Linked DNA regions of Bos taurus: region 1 is linked to region 2. The links are chromatin contacts, called in public Hi-C maps. All regions are on one chromosome and are shown on one strand. The core of a region is the stretch at or near the end of the contact, and the rest is flanking DNA. Distances in the headings are between cores, read along the strand shown. Region 1 holds the start of GNPTAB (N-acetylglucosamine-1-phosphate transferase subunits alpha and beta). Region 2 overlaps GNPTAB (N-acetylglucosamine-1-phosphate transferase subunits alpha and beta).

Region 1 (3,587 bases), core at 784-3,283, 55 kb after region 2:
TCTCAAAGCTGCAAGACCACCAGATTCCAGACCTCCGGCTATGTGACCATCCCTTCACAGACTTTTTCATTGGTGGGGTATAAGGAGGACTCTGTCCGAAAGGGAGAACGCTGGTTCTCCTTAAGAGCCAGTCACCCTCTCTTTTCCCTCTAATACATTTCCTTTTCTTGCCTGACTGCCCGACTCAACTCTCTTTTTCTCTGCACTTGCCTTACAAATCTTCTATCAGCAATAGGACACAACAAGGTACACATATGATCACTGTATTAAAATGCAATACATGAAGCAAAACAGAACAGCAGGTGGCATAATATTAGGTACGTATTTCACACTTAGAGGTCTGGGTCGCTTTCTCAACCCTTACTTAATAAGACTTATTTTCATCAGCCCCTAGACCAAGAAATACTAAAACTGAAAACCTGGAAATTGTCCCATATAATTTATTCATTCATCAGACAAATATTTAGACTGTATACTCTGGCATTACCTGGCATAGTGCCTGGTCACACTGGTTAAAGACTGCACCCTCTCTTATGGAGCCCAGAATCCAGCAGGAGTCCAGACTTCATGCTGGAAATGTACATATATTCTGTGTACATAGCAAATGTATAATGTGGCATTTCTGAACAGCACTCTGTTCATTTTAAAACGTTTTGCAACCTCTTACCCACCCACCCACCCCCCAATATATATATATATTAAAACAAAGAGATGGATTTATAACAACCTGAAAACACAACTTTCTTCCAGTTGCTACGGCCACATTTTAAAATGGGGTGTTCTCTAAAATCACATCCAGGTACACTTTCAGTTCTCACCTACTCATAGTCTCCTACACATTTGTTTACAACAAAGAATACTATATTGGATGGTCAATCGTGAAATAACTATCCAACCTCAACCAAAGGGCTGCTTCACTCAAGAAAATGTTTAAAGTCCATATCCAGAGGGGCACAAAATCTATTAAACCTGGGTGTTTCAACCTGCCAAACCTGTTGCTTGGACCCTCTGGGGTTTACAGTCATACCGAGTTACTTTATGCAATATCAACTGTGAGCAGATTAGGAAAGGTTGGGCTAGTGTGATCCCGAATCTAAGTTATTAGCATATCCCGTGACCTGAAGGCTTGTGCTGGTTCCCAAGAGATCCGGTGCTGGAGTCCAAGATGGTTAAGGGCGTCATGGTCACATGAAGGAGCCCTAGCCTCAGCTATCTCATGATAGAGAAGAGCAGGAGCTGTCAGGGGCGCTCCCACACCAGTGTATGTACATCTACCAGTACAGCCTCTAAAGGTTAACAGATTAAGCTGTCTCAAATAAGAGAGCAAAAATGTAAGGGGGGAAAAAAAAACCTTTCACGTGTAAGTCCTTCAAATTTGGGGCCAGTACACTCTCCCCACAGCAAATTCACGGGCCAAGAAAACACCCCTCTTGGACAAAGTTTTGAGATCCGGGAAGAAACGGGATTAAGAATATAAAGCGCCTCTGTAAAGGGAAAAGGTTATAATAGTGACACTAGAGGAGGAAGCCGCAGGAGGGGCAAGGACTGAGAATTCGGTAAAATTTAGGAACTCTGGGTCCCGGGAGGGGGGCTGCGTGCAGAACAAGGCCTTAGGGAGAAAGTCAAATGACTCGGGGTCCCTGCTGAAGGCACCTGGAGGGAAAGGGATTCCGCAGAAGGAGCGCGGATCTCCCAAACCGTCGGGAGGCGAGATCTGGACCCCAGATGCTGAAGCCGCAGCCCGGAGAGGTGCTCTGTCTGAGCTGGCGGCGCCCCGGAGGGAAGGGCAGGCGCTGGGCTCATCCCTGTGTCTACAGGGAGGATGGGGAGGCAACAGTGCAGCGCGCCGGGGCCGGGACACCGCGCGGTCGCGCCGGTCCAGGGAGCCCTGTCAAGGGCTCCCGCGCCGCTACTCACCTCTCCGAACTGGAAGGCGGAGACGATGGTGACAACGACGCCCACGAAACAGACGTAGAGCCCATACCTGTGGGACAGGCAGGTATAGGTCTGTCTCTGCAAGAGCTTGAGCAGCATCACCCTGGCCGCCGCCACGCCGCGCCGTGCCCGGGGAGTCGGAGACGCCGCCGCTGCCGCCTCAACGAGCCGCCATTCCGCGGCCCCCGCAGGGCCGCCGCGCTCAGGTCACAGCCTCCGGCCGCCGCGCATTGCCGCTCCGGGGACCGACGCCCGCTCGGCTCCACGCCGCGGCCGCCGCTTCCGGGAGCTAGGAACCCACGCCCTCCTAGCGGCGGAGGCGGTCGCGCGGCCCCCAAGGCAGCCGGCGCCGCCCCAGTCTAGCCGGGCTAGAGACGGCGGCGGCGGCGACGGCGGCGGCGGCGGCGAACGGGCCGGCAGCGCCACCTGGAGGGCGGAGGGGCGGAGGACCGGCGCGAGCCCCCGTGACTACGCGTGCGCGGTGCGCTCTTCGGGCCTGGCAGGGATCCTTGAAACTGAGTTGTGCCGGCAACCGGACAGGACAGGCCTCTGTAAGGAGGCCGTGCCCTAGACAGTGCTGCACTGGCACCAGTGTTTTTATGCACAAAACCCTTCCTGCATTTACAATAATTGGCAAATCATGGTTTTTCACAACGCCAAGAGGAGACGCTGTTATAGATCTCTTCCCCTCCTGATATCTAACCGTATTTTTGAAAGAGGAATTTGAAGGACTCAGTTCAGTTCAGTTCATTCGCTCAGTCGTATCCGACTCTGCGACCCCATGAACCGCTGCACTCCAGGCTTCCCTGTCCATCACCAGCTCCCAGAGTCCACCAAACCCATGTCCATCGAGTTGGTGATGCCATCCAACCATCTCATTCTCTGTCAGCCCCTTCTCCTGCTCTCAATCTTTCCCAGCATCAGGGTCTTTTCAAATGAGTCAGCTCTTCGCATCAGGTGGCCATAGTATTGGAGTTTCGGCTTCAACATCAGTCCTTGCAATGAACACCCAGGACAGATCTCCTTTAGGATGGAATGGTTGGATCTCCTTGCAGTCCAAGGAACTCTCAAGAGCCTTCTCCAACACCACTAAATGTGCTAAAAATTCATTCATTCATTCATCTATTTATTAAATATGTATTTAGTGTCCAGTGTCTGGCAGGGTGCTTGGTGTCAGGTATTCAAAAATGAACTAGAGGGAATTCCCTGGCTGTCCAGTGATTAGGACTCCTCCCTTCCACTGCAGTGGCCTAGGTCTACATCCCTGGTTGGGAAACTACCAGGCCCCCACGTTGTTGTTGTTCAGGCAGGGCCAAAAAAACAGTCAGAAATGAACTAGATCTGGCCACTGTTCCCAGAGAGAGTCTAGTTGGGAAGATAAACACAGAAACCACTAAATACTATTTTAAAAAACAAAAACGTTGTTACAACAGACGTTGTGCCATGTATTGGATGGGAACCCATACGAAGGAGGTCAGTTATTTCTACTTTGGCACCAGATGATTTTTAAGAGAGCCTTCAGGTAGAAGAGGGGGTGTGGACAGTATCCATGCATGCATGCTCAGTTGTGTCTGACTCTGCAACCCCGCAGACTGTAGCCCACCAGGCTCCTCTGTCCTTGGGATTTCCCAAGCAAGAATACTGAAGTAGGT
Region 2 (3,437 bases), core at 555-3,054:
AAATTATCAGTAACTGATCAGCCTTCGAGGATCACATGTAGCCTCCTTCTCTTTGGAAACTTGTCTCTGATCCATGCAGATCTTTCCTTCTTGTCTCCAAAATGCCAGCTCATCCTTGATAGCTAACCCCATACTATCCTGTTTTGCTACCTGACCACTACATATACAAATATATTGCCTCCAAAACAGCCTGAGGACAAGTGCATGTCCTCCATTTCTGCACGCCCACGCAGCAACCAGCATCACTTAATTCAACCAAAAGTGAGAATGCACTTGACAGCTTGGGGAAGATCTTCTGCCTGCTCTAACATATGTTGAAGTGAACAAAAACAAAACCCAAGAAAACAAATGAAAAATTCACCATGAATGAAAACGTCCAAAAAGAAAATGATTTAGAGAAAGCTGAAAATAAAGACCATGGATATATGCTGCTGCTGCTGCTGCTGCTAAGTCGCTTCAGTCGTGTCTGACTCTGTGCAACCCCAGAGATGGCAGCCCATATATGCTAGTATAAAATAAATTTTTTTTAAAAGACCATGATAACCTGATTTCTCAAAAGTTGAATTCTGTGTCCATCACATAAAAAAAAAATTCTACAGCAAAATTAGAGGGTAATTAATCAGATCACAAAAGGACTCACATCTCAAGGTATTGGGTAAAAAGTTCATTTGGATTTTTCTGTTAAGATGATAGGATTCTTCAGGCAAGAATACTGGAATGGGTAGCCATTCCCTTCTCCTGGGGATCTTCCCCAGCCAGGGGTCAAACCTGGGTCTCCCCCATTGCAGGCAGATTCTCTACCATCTGAGCCCACCAGGGAAGCCCTAAGATGTTATAGAGAAACCCAAACAAAATTTTTGGCCAACCCAGTATCTCAAACTAGAAATTTTTCAATAGAGAAGACTGCTTGATTTGTAAGATTACAGTCCACAGAAGAATTTTCATGAATTCGAATCTATCACCTTGCAAACAAAACCATTTTCAACTAACTCCCACTTTCCCTGACGGGGGTAAGAAGGGAATCTTACCTTGTTTTTCACTAAACACGATGATGAAGGCCAAGTTGTTGGATGTATAAAATCATGACATCAAAAAACTAAAAGACTCCTTTGAATAATGACTCCACTAAAACGGTTCCCTTTACATCCCAGGACACTGTATATGGCGGGTATCAGAGTCTTGCTTCTTGCTCATTCTCAACAAGGCCCCCTAAATGCCAGGCCCAGAGATGATCACTAGGGTACAAATGGGCAGGCAGTACTTGTCCTGAGATGCTCGCAGCCCGCCCAGGGTCTCTGGGACAGAACTGAGCCCTAGGTGGCTTTGGAGGTCACGAGCCTTAGCAAAAGCCACCTGGAGGGTCCTGGGAAGGCACAGTGGTTCAGCCGTTCAGGTCCTGAACAGGAACCAACGTCTCAGGCCTTCCTCCCACGTGCCATAGGGCACCTCCAATGTATTACCCCAAACTGAGCTTTCAGTTTCCTTCCCCAAATCTTACTTCTCCCATGAAGCTCTGAGTGTGGTTAATGTCAGTATGTCCATCTTCACTGGTTCACATCCACTTCCCCTTTCATTTTTCCTTCTATGTCCTCCAGGAGCTAGTAAGTCACTGGGTCAGGCTGAGGGTTTCTCAGATGGTTCTGGAACCATTCTCATCACTGGCACCTCTGCCAAGGCCCTTGTGGAACCTGAATGTCTTGTTGGGCTGTGGCAGCAGTGGCTGGGCTGGTTTCACTCGGTTATCCTTGGCACAGTCCCTGGCACATAGCAGGTGTTTAATCAGTGCTAAACTGGGAACCCAGTGGTTGGAAACTTCATTCTCAGGGTGCCCGTAATAGAACCAGGAAGTAGGACCCAAGGAAAGACAGTGCCTTGGAGAACCAGGCTTAAATGCTGACACCACCATCTTTCTGTGCTTCCTCTTTCTCATTTTTTCTTGAGCCTCCAAAAATCAGAAGCCAATAGCACTGTGACAATGAGCTGCAATAAATACTGTGTACACCTGACTGGATTCCCCAGGAGGTGCCAGCCTCCACAACAACAGGTCTGGGGAATCCAGATCAACCTCCAGCCGGGTGAATGGCGGAGGAGGGGGTGTCCCCGTGGACAGAGCCTGGGGTTCTACTGCCTAGTTCAAGTCCTGCTCCTCCCTGCCTCTCCTGGCACTCACCACTCCACACTGCCCCAAACCAGCCTACCAAAGAGGTGACCACGACTTGGATCTTTTGGCAGGCCATGCCCACCTAGCAGCAGATTCGCTGGTCAAAAGTACAGACACTAAGTCTACACTGGTACAACTAACAGCTATGGCACCCCACTCCAATACTCTTGCCTGGAAAATCCCATGGATGGAGGAGCCTGGTGGGCTGCAATCCATGGGGTCGCAAAGAGTCGGACACAATTGAGCGACTTCACTTTCACTTTTCACTTTCCTGCACTGGAGAAGAAAATGGCAACCCACTCCAGTGTTCTTGCCTGGAGAATCCCAGGGACAGTGGAGCCTGGTGGGCTGCCGTCCATGGGGCTGTACAGAGTGGGACACGACTGAAGCGACTTAGCAGCAGCAGCAGCAGGAAGCCAAGAAGCCGAATAAATGCTGATCTATGGTTTTATCTGCCCAAATCAATACTAAAAATAATTCAGGGGAAGGAGGAATATATTTATTTTAAGAAAAAACTACAGATTAAGAAATAATTCAAAAAAAAAAGAAATAATTCAACCCTCATTGGGCTGGGCATTACCGTATTTCCAGGTACCAGAAAGAAAATTATGGGGGATAATATGAAGAAAAGACAGAAATGTCATTCATATTACCAAGGTATTTACAAAGGTAATACAAAGTACCTTAAAACAGTGAAACACTTAAGGGGAAAGGAAAGAAAGGGAACTTGGACAGGCAGATAGAAAACAGACTAGACGTAAACTCAATAACCCCATAGTCACAGCTCTCCCCACCACCACCTCCACCTCCATCCCTTCACCTCCCATTGTTAAATGGCATCAACAGGAGACAGAAGGAAGAAGCAGGAAGCTAAAAACTGGCAGAATTTAGAGAACATTTCTTTGTAAAGTCAGGAAGAGTGGAGCCTAGCAAATTCTGAACCAAGACCTGTATGCCCTTCCATGCTGAGGGAGGAAGCATTCATACTGTACAACCCAGGCTACTGCTGACAGAACAGCAGGCATCCTGACAGAAGGTCGAAAGGACGGTACACCCACACAAACTGTGCCCTACATCAATCAGACACATGGCTCTAAGGACAAGAAGGGTTAACACATGTCACAGCCTCCAAGGTCAACTCGAACGGATGGGCTCGGTGTTCAAGTGTGAAGAGTTAACATGTATAAATGCTATATACGTTTGTGGCTCAGCTAGCTATTAAGGAATGAAGGGCTCAAATTTCCAAGTATCTGCAGCATTCCCCTATGTGAGTGGA

Evidence for each region. A called contact is a pair of places that touch in the nucleus more often than the background predicts.
Region 1: a Hi-C map of skeletal muscle shows a contact between it and region 2, with 8 times the contacts expected there. A contact is called at or near these places in 6 of 11 Hi-C or Micro-C datasets (blastocyst, liver, skeletal muscle and 2 more).

Annotation. Positions count from the first base shown.
Region 1 is chr5:65,653,795-65,657,381 of ARS-UCD2.0, forward strand. GNPTAB (N-acetylglucosamine-1-phosphate transferase subunits alpha and beta) reads right to left here and starts at 2,034. Exons shown (of 21, transcript NM_001192228.2): 1 at 1,918-2,034. The coding sequence starts at 2,034.
Region 2 is chr5:65,599,422-65,602,858 of ARS-UCD2.0, forward strand. The region is part of intron 7 of GNPTAB (N-acetylglucosamine-1-phosphate transferase subunits alpha and beta); the gene reads right to left. Among named protein-coding and RNA genes, the nearest start is that of TRNAE-UUC, 46 kb to the right of the region's middle.